2 separate regions of the Mus musculus genome follow, and region 2 is linked to region 1. The links are chromatin contacts, called in public ChIA-PET maps. All regions are on one chromosome and are shown on one strand. The core of a region is the stretch at or near the end of the contact, and the rest is flanking DNA. Distances in the headings are between cores, read along the strand shown. Region 1 overlaps Ambra1 (autophagy/beclin 1 regulator 1). Region 2 has its middle 32 kb from the start of Gm31473.

The links. ChIA-PET counts read pairs in DNA pulled down with a chosen protein or histone mark.
Region 2: an RNA polymerase II ChIA-PET map of memory CD8 T cells shows a contact between it and region 1, with 11 read pairs. The contact joins two enhancer-like sites. A contact is called at or near these places in 1 of 484 Hi-C or Micro-C datasets (CD8 T cells) and 2 of 115 datasets of contacts at active chromatin or transcription factors (bone marrow-derived macrophages and memory CD8 T cells).

Annotation. Positions count from the first base shown.
Region 1 is chr2:91,875,684-91,880,404 of GRCm38.p6, reverse strand. Ambra1 (autophagy/beclin 1 regulator 1) reads right to left here. Exons shown (of 18, transcript NM_172669.3): 12 at 4,579-4,689. Among named protein-coding and RNA genes, the nearest start is that of Chrm4, 44 kb to the left of the region's middle. Within about 2 kb of position 3,439, at least 55 of the 459 cell types and tissues checked have an H3K27ac peak or open chromatin away from gene starts, as enhancers often do. A contact at or near this core is called in CD8 T cells, bone marrow-derived macrophages and memory CD8 T cells, where this site is marked.
Region 2 is chr2:92,057,453-92,062,318 of GRCm38.p6, reverse strand. No RefSeq gene overlaps it. Among named protein-coding and RNA genes, the nearest start is that of Gm31473, 32 kb to the right of the region's middle. Within about 2 kb of position 2,353, at least 233 of the 459 cell types and tissues checked have an H3K27ac peak or open chromatin away from gene starts, as enhancers often do. A contact at or near this core is called in CD8 T cells, bone marrow-derived macrophages and memory CD8 T cells, where this site is marked.

The DNA of each region.
Region 1 (4,721 bases), core at 2,190-4,689:
GACTAAATCTATCAAGAGTAAAGGTCAAGACTATGACTATATATTTTATAGCTTAGCTATAATTTTAGTTAAAATCAGTTAAAAGTAGTTAAATAGGAACCTGCTGGGCATTATGGCTTACTCATTTTAATCCCAGCACCTGGAAGAAAGAGGTAGGCAGATCTCTGTGAGTTCAAGGCCAGAATGGTCTACACAGAGAGTTCCAGGACAGCTAGGAGACATTATTAATGTTCCTCCACCTGCCACCCCCAACTCCAAACACATGCCAAAAACCAACCAAACAAAAAAAGCTAGCTTAAATTGATATTGAATGCATAGATAGCAGTTGGTTGTCTAGAACTAAGTTTCCTAATGGATCAAAGATTTAAATGTATAAAACTAAAATATAAAAGTAGGAAATGAACTGGCCAGTGGTGGCACACGCCTTTAGTCCCAGCACTCCGGAGGCAGAGGCAGGCAGATTTCTGAGTTTGAGGCCAGCCTGGTCTACAGAGTGAGTTCCAGGACAGCCAGGGCTATACAGAGAAACCCTGTCTCGAAAAACCAAAAACCAAAAAAAAGGTAGGAAATTATCTTAATGATGACACAAAGCCTAGGAACCATAAAAGGAAAGGTGTATAATTTTGACTTAAAATAAGTTCTATGACAAAAATAACCTTCAACAAAGTCAAAGACAAATGACAAGAAACTCCTTTTATAAGTTAATTTTTTAATTTATAAAGAACTTCTACAGAATTATGAGGGGGGGGGCAGTAACATGCAGAAAAAGAGATAAAGCACTTGGCCAGCCAAGACAAGGCAGCACCATTAAGGATGTGGGGAACATAAGGAATAGATAGAAACATAAATGCTCATGTAGTGATCTTTACCCTATTAAATCCATAAATATTGAAGTTTGGAAAGACATTCCTTCAGCAAGTGTTTATAAAATCAAGCACTCAGAAAGAGTATGGGGGTGGAGCAAGGCAAGCGGTGGCTCACACTTGTAATCCTAAGCATTCAGAGGCAAGAGGTTTCTGAATTCAAAACCAGTCTTGGGCTACAGTGAGGATTTGTTTGAAAACAAAAAGGAACAAACAATGCCTATAGATGAGATTATTAGTTGGAACAAGCTGTGTAGAGAGGGAGATAAGGCAATATCTACCAAAATAATACATGCACCTTTCCTTCCCTGAAGTTGTATTTCAAAGCAGCTATCCTACTGACATGCATGTGTAAGACAATCGGTAGCAGTTTATATAGCAAGATTATGAACTCCAAAGTCCTTCAAGAGGACACTGGTTATAATGAATTACTAGGTAGCTATTTTTTCAAAAGAGGAGAAAGGGGTGCAGGCAGGGAAGGAGGAGGAGTGGCAGCTGTGGGGGCTGCCTGCACCAGCAGCAATAGCAGCAGCAGCTGCAGCTGCCACCAGAGTGATAGCTCATGCCTATAATCTCAGCACTCCAGGAAGCAGAGACAAGAGGACTGCTGCAAGCTCCCGGCTAACCTGGGATTCGGAGTAAGACCCTATCTCTAAACAAGACATGAAGAACTAGAGACAGCTCAGTGGGTAAAACACAAGCTTGTCCTGAAAGCATGAGAACTTGAGTTTAAATCTCCCAGCACCAAAGCAATAAACTGGTCACAGAAAGGTAGAAAGGAGGAAAGGGAGAAAGGAAGAAAGGCATTCTGCAATCACAGTACCGAGGAACGAACGACAGGCAGATCCTGCGTGCCTTCTGACTCTCTCAAGGCAGTAGGATGAGAAGCAATAGAGGAAGTCTACAGACATCTTGCTCAGGCCTCTGCATGAGCACACATAGATGCATACATATAAGACACACACACTCACACACACACTCACACACATACTCTTTACAAAAATATGGAAGATCATGAGATACACTGTACAGAAAAAAAAGTGAGAAGAGTGTTGTATAACACATTTACATTTAGATCACACAAAAGATGGAAAGCAATGCTCTCAATGTGCATATACACACATACACATTCATCTTTCAAGAGATAAGAACTGAAACTGATAGTGGTTACCTACTACAAGGAGTCACAGGCAGCAGGGTGTAGGGTTAAGAAAGTTCTTATTGTATATCCTTTTTTTAAAAAAAAATTTATTTTTTTATTTATATGAGTACATTGCAGCTGTCTTCAGACATACAGTAGAAGAGGGCATCAGATCCCATTACAGATGGTTGTGAGCCACCATGTGGTTGCTGGGAATTGAACTCAGGTCCTCTGGAAGAGCAGTCAGTGCTCTGAACTGCTGAGCTATCTCTCCAGCCCCTTATTGTATATCCTTTAAGTAAGTTTTGAGTTGTAACTATATTATCTAATTTAAACAATGATAAAGTAAAAAAATAAAAATAACTGAAGATGAACTATGGCCAATAAGATATGAGTCACAAATCTACAGATGAACTTGAGTTTTCAATAAGGAAAAGGCAGACTCTTCTACCATGGATTTTTAGAAGAATTGGAGAACAGATTAGTGTACCAGTCAGCAAAATGGCTCAGTGGGTAAAAACATTTTACCTCACAAGCATGGTAACTTGAGTACAACCCCCAGAATTCATAGTGGAAGAAGGTAATTTATTCTTGAAAGCTATCCTCTGACCTCAACACATGTGCCGTGGCATGTGCATACCTACACACAATAATAAATAAAACAAAAAATCAAAAGAACAGATTACTTGACTTGATTTATGGCTTATAGGCACTTAGAATAAAATGAGTAGTTGCTACTTAGGATTCACTAAGAACAAAGCATTAAAAATTATTCTCATTTATCTTGTCTGATAAGAATATTAAAGACTGGTACATCATAAAATGATTATCTTTCAGTAATCAAGATATTTTTAGCTGTATCTCCAAACTCTTACAATGCTTTACATGATACTGAAAACATAAGTGTGCTTGTCTGCGGCCCTAACACTTGAGGCTGAGGCAGGAGGACAACTAGTTCAAGGCTAGCCTATACTATACAAAGCTACTGTCCTTTATTATTGATTTATTTAAAAGACTTGTTTTACTTTTCATTTATGTATATGTGTATTCATGTATGTTTTCTTTCTTTTTGGGGGGGTAGGTGGGGGTGGGGTGGGGCGTCGGGGTTTCTCTGTATAGCCCTAACTGTCCTGGAACTTGCTCTGTAAATCAGGCTGGCCTTGAACTCAGAGATTTGCCTGCCTCTGCCTCCTAGATGCTGGGACTGAAAGTCATGTGCCAATACACCTGGCATGTGTACATTTTCTGTGAATGTATGTTTGGGTACTCTCAGAGGCCAGAAAAGGGCAATGGATCCTATGGAACAGTAGTTAACAGGCACTTGTGAGTTTCCCATGGTGCTGGAAACTGAACTCTAGAGTCCTCTGGAAAATTAGCAAGTGCTCCTAACTGCTGAGCCGTTTCCCCAGACCCTGAGAAGCTGTCTTTAACAGGGAAGAGCTTCAGATGTGAAACCGAAAGTAAAAATAATTCATGTTCCAAAACCATGATAGGAACCCAAAAACATACCTTAACAAGGCTTAATGCAATTTCCTGATTTATTTGCCATTTTTGCTAGAAATCTAAAGGAAGACTGAGAAGAATGTTAATCAAATTAGCAGATGATCCCTAAGACTGAAAGAGAAGGACAAATAAAGGTGCTGCAAGGAAGAACTAGCACTGCAACGACAGGAAGATAATACAAACGGGCTGAATGCTGGCTTACTAACAGTTATCAAGGAACTTTAAGTTACCGTAAATGCAATATTAACTTCAGAAAACGCTGCTGGGATCTGTAGCAAACATCACTGTATTGCGTTTTAGCACACATCATTAATTTTCTGATCTGTTCTGTTTCACCCACAAAGTTAAAGGGGGAAAGAACAGATAGGAAACCACATTAGAAAAAAAAATCTGCAGAGCTTTGATCTGAAAGGTGAGATGTAGAGGAACTTTCCGATTACTGAAGGACTGTGTAAAAGAAGTAAACCAATTACATGGCGTTGCAGCAGCAGAAATAGGATGAATGGGATGAAGTGACCTCAAAAGAAAGACTCATGGTAGCTTGCTGTGAGAAAGAACCTTCCAGCAGAAATGTAACAGTGACAGTGAGGCCATCAGCAGCTGCAGACAGGTTGGGGCTGATTCTCACCTCTTAGGAATGCACAAAAGCCCTTCCTTAGGCAGGGGAAACATCTGCAATGCTGAACAATGGGACCATGGATGTCTTTCAAAGGAAACATATCTATCAGTCACACACATTTGTAAACAGATATTAATCACATCACTCATCTGCTTAGTTGAGGCTTGGATTTGCCAACAAGTCTCCACTCACTATGGCCTTTTCTCAATGTCAGCTACCTCTTTTAGTCTTTTAGTCTCTATGAATCTCTCCACAAATTCCTCGGGGGAGATCTGGCGTTTCCCCTAAACTGTTTTCTGAAATGTGTTACTGGTAGCTGAGGCTAAGCATACAGAAATAGTGCATGACCATCAACAACTTAATGAGAGACAGACAATCCAGTGCTACTTTGCTGCTTTGTATTTTTCAAAGTTCTGTCTCACCAGAAACCCATCTTGCCCATCACTACTCACCATTACTGATTTCTGGAAGGTCAAACTTAGTGAAGTCCCACCACTGGAGCCTGTAGGTAGTATTGGCAATGTTACTGGCCACAGCAGACTGTCCATCTCCAATTACTGCCCCTGATGACAGAGAAGACAACAAGACCACATTA
Region 2 (4,866 bases), core at 1,104-3,603, 180 kb before region 1:
AGATTAATGATAGTATATATATCTTTAGTGACCAAAATGATTGTTGTGGGGCCACGGAAAGTCACCACTTATTGATGGCTGAGTGCTGAATGTTAAGTGAGTGCTGAGTGTTAAGTGCTCCATTTATGCGCAGTTCAGACAATTCTCTCAAATGTGCAGCAGCAGATTCTTTATTATCTATTCCATTTGCAGAGCTAAATTGAGCTCAGAGATAGAGGGTGACCTGAAAAGAATGAGAGGGGGGAATAAAAAGAAAACCCACAAAGGAACTTAACAATCATTGGGCACATGCTCTATGATCAAAGCATTGTGGTGCAATCCGCACTGGAGACGTGAAGAAATAAAATATCACCAGATTCCTACTCTCGAGAAGTTGAGAAAAAAAAGCTTGAAGGAGAGAAAACTCAATAATTAAAAATAATAATGTCAATTATCAACACATTTCAGTCAGTAGTATTTATTAACTTCCTGGTACGTATTAAATATTGCACTTATTACAAGGGACAGTCGTCTTCTCATGGACTTATTGCTTAAGAGGAAAATCAGACATTCACCAAATAATCGTATCAATTTAGAATTGCAATTGAGTGGAATAAAAGACACCAGATGGGCCACAGACTGACAAAGGATTAGTATCCAGAATATATAAAGAACTCCCACACATAGGACATGACCAAAAGATGCACTGTCAAATAAACCAATGGCCAATTTAAAAAGGAGGAGAGGCAAATGGCCAATAAACAAAGAGAGTATGTTCCTATCTCTCTCACTTGTAAGCAGGGAACTGCAAATTAAAACATTGAAATGCCATTTCACACTCATGGGTTTGGCAACAATTTTAAAGTTTGACATTAGCAAGTGCTGGGGATGTAGAACACGGGGAACTCTCACATAACGAATGGAACTGTGAATTAGTACAACCACTTAAAACCCATTCAGCCATGCCCAACAACGCTGCCAGGTTCTGCGTCCTGAGTCCCGCAATTCTGCACCCAAGTATCTACCCAAACTCTGCTTTCAAACTCGGGAATGAGATTTTTAAAAAAGCTATTATAGCATTGTTTCTAACAGAAAAACAAAGTGAAAATGAGCTAAATATCTTCTAGAAGACGGGAAAAATAAAATGTGCTGAATTCATAACGGGTCCCCCGTCAGCACTGAAAAAGTATGATCAAGAAATACGTACATTAATGTGGGTTCATGCTGCCTAGTTTTTAAAAAAAATCAAGTTACACGATTATATATTCAGTCTAATAGCGTCTCTTCAACGTTTAAAGTAATTTTAGATGATTCCATTAAGTGTCTATAGGCACCAAGATATGGAGTAAAAACATAAAAGCGTGTGCTGGGAATGAAGAAGCCCCAACGTGCTTCCCAACGTGATTCCTCTGGGAAGGGATAGAAATTGGTTCAAAGAATTCCACCCAGATCCAAAGGATCCGTGCCCTTTTAAGAAACTCTGGATTGAGTAGAGGAAACCTTAAGTAAGGAAAGAGAGCATGTGATACAGACAAGCAGTTTTTGTAAGCTTCAGATTTTTAAATGCAATTTTTTTAAATGCAGTTTTTGTAAGGTTCAGATTTCTTAAATTGGCCTTTAACCTTTCAAAGGAATATTTGATTGAGTCGAGGTTGGGTTGGGTTGGGTACATCGGGAAGGCTGGGGGTCCTTAGGGTGGAGGAGGGATGAGGGAAAGAAAAAAGGTGTTCTAGGTAGAAGGAACCCAGCTATGGGAAGAAGGGAGCAGAAGGGGGCGGGGCACAGACCTTTGGCCACCTAGAAAGGTCCTGTAGTCCAGAAACATTTCACACCGCCAGATAGTAGAACGGGGGATGGGACACCCTTGAAGAAGAGACTCCCTCTGGAGTTCAGCAGAATAAGGAAAGGTAATCGGAGAGGGAGTAAACACTGAACAACTTAAATAGTGCTACTCAGGCAGGGTCTAAACTGGGATTAGTTTATGAGGTGTTAGAAAATGGCAGACCTGCTTGCTCAGGAAGATGGGGAGGGCCTGGAGCGCCAGGCTTCTCCACAGAAGCTGCGAGGCTTGGGCAATAGGGGTGTACGGGGCTCGAAATACAGGAGGATGTACTCGGGAGACCTTGGAGAGGAAGATGTTAATACCCAACGGAGTGAGGGTAATTCACAAGGTCACAGAGGGAGTAGCGTAGACTGTAGTAACCACTGCAGGTAGAAGCATCCAGGACGCATCGCGAGTGATCGGGTGGGTGGTGTCACCTTCACTGCGACGGAGAGTAACGGGGACAAGATGCAGCGAGTTGGAGATGCGTGCGTAGCAAACCAAGTGGACTTGCGGGGCGTGCTCCGGGCGCTGCGGGCGAGTGGGAGGCGCCAGAGACAGAGGAGGAGTCTGTCAGAGCGAGCACCAAGGGAGGAGAATCTGAGCTGAGGCCCTGAGGGATGATGAGGAATGGGTTCCGGGAGGATGCAGGGATGGGGAGCATTATGTTGATGCAGAGCAGCCTCCGCGCGGGTAGCGGTGCGCCAGGCTGGGCGGAGCCCGGACACCGGAGCAGGGGTTGGCACCTCCGTCCTCCCGGCCAGGCTGCGGTCGGAGCCTCGGGTGCACCCCGCAGCGGCAGGCGCAGGGTCTGACCCAGGGAGGCTTTTCCCAGCCGGGCATCCACGTAGCTGGAGTACCACCCGGCCGTCCCGGGCCACTGCAGACGCCTGGCGTGCGCAGGCCGCGCCTCCCTAGCCCGAGGGCCTAGAGACGTCACCGAGGCTCTGACGCGCGCTAACCCGGGCGCGGGTTTCCTCCCCGCAGGTCCCGGTCCTTGCAGCCCGCCGCCGCGTCCTTGGCCCTCCTCCCGGGATTCTAATTCGGGAAGACTGTTTGTCCTTCAGCTACTGATAAGGACTCGAGTTTGTGAATAATAATAATAATAATTTTAACAATTCCGGGAAAGAAATAACCATACTCGAGAAACATAATAATAATAACCAGCCCGATAGACCTCTGCTCCTGTGCTCAGTGCTCTTAAGGACAATAATGACAACAGTCATAATAGCCACAGTTTATTAAGCGCTTACTCTTCCATCGCAGTGTTAAGCGCTTTGCAGGCAACAACCCTCGGAGGTAAGTACCGTTATGCTCCCTATTTTTCAGGAAACTAGGGCAGAGAGGTTAAGTAACCTGCCCCAGGGCACACAACTAGCTGATGTCAATGCCAGAATCCCAACCTAGGCTGCCTGTTCTAGTGTAATCCTCGAGCCAATCCGTCAAGGTCGGGAGCATTCTCTCCATCTTAAAGATGAGGAAAACAAGGCACATGGAAATTTAAGTACCTTGCCCAAGGTCACCTAGCTGGATGAGGCAGAAAGCGAACCCAGGGCTCCTCTCTGTCCGCAGAACCCTCGATCTTGGCCATAGGCGATGCCATTTCCAAACCACCTCGGATAGCCCCGGCTTCTGGGAGGCAAAAGCAGCCGCTGGTGGATTTGGGTAGATTCCTGCAGCTTCCGCTCAGCTGATGAACCGGGTGTTTTGGAGCAGCGTCCTTGCTCTGCCTTCAAGCGTAGGATGGGGACGCCTCTCCTGGAATCCAGACCCAGACTAGGCTCGGCGATCCCGAGAAGGGACGGAGCGGGGGCGGAGGCAGCGGAAGGAATCCCGAGTCCCATTTGACCAGCGGCGGGTCTAGGCTCCGGATTTGCACCATATAACCAGCAGAGGGCGCTGCCGCTCGCGCATGGAGTTTCCGTCCCCTCTGCCTACAGCCGCCTGCAGTGGCTTTCCTTCTCCAGGTGACTGAGCCCACGCCGCATTTAGACCGGCTTCTTTAGACCGATTGACATTCGTTCAAGGCTTCCCAAGTCCCAGCCGCTTCGATCTTGTTTTGTATAAGGGGGCAACGGCAGAGATTCCACTCGGTTAAAAGGCCTAGGTGTTTGCAAATTCAGCTCGGTCTGGTCAGGTCTTCCCTTCTAGTGAGCCCGAGGGTGATTTAAAATGGAGGTAGACCCTCCACTTGAAGTAGATTACAAATATTCTTTCCTTTTCCAAAATGGCAGATGATGACTAAAGAGAGAGCCCACAGACGAGAGGGTCTATTTTCATAACAGCCGCCGCCTATTGGTCGCACCAGGCCCTTTTTAGACCTTGATACAGTATGGCCTGTACCGTGGGGATCATGATTCCTGTTTGATGTAAAGTCAAAAAACTAGTAAATAATGACACCTGGATTTAATCTAGGAACTCCCTTAATTAACAGTTACATTCCCAATACCCAGAATGCACAAGCAGACACAACTGATTGGAAGATATTGGTTATAATCCCAAATCTACCGGTGCTTAGAACCCTACCATGGAATCGGGGACTTGGCCAGCTTTCTGAGCTCCCCCCCCCCACCCCGAACTCAAATCTCTAAAACAGAAAAATAAAATATAAAGGTGGCCTGAGAGCATGAGCTGGAGGCTTTTTGCTCAGGCTTGGAAGAATATCCAGTGAGGCTCAGTCACTTCCTATGTCTGGGCTCTGAAGACATAAAGGTGGATCTAGGAAAATCTGAAACGCATGGAAGGGAAGGGGAAAACTCTTTCTGTGGCTTTTACTTTAAACTAAGCCTCATTTTGCTATTTGTGCTATATTTTTAAATTAACGTGGCTCTCCCCACCCTTGAAATTGGCACACAAATAGCAAAAACAGAAGGAAGGCCAGCTCGCAGCTTTAAATGTGGTTCTCAAGAAGGAGGGACCGGACTTAAAAAGGAAATGGGAATTAAAATGAGGTGTCTAATTCAGACAGACTTTCCACGAGGAATTTAGATCACGGCTCTTGTAACAGGAGTGTTGTCTGGGGCTGGGGCTGGGTCTGGGTCTTGTGTCTAAATGGGAGTGCCCCC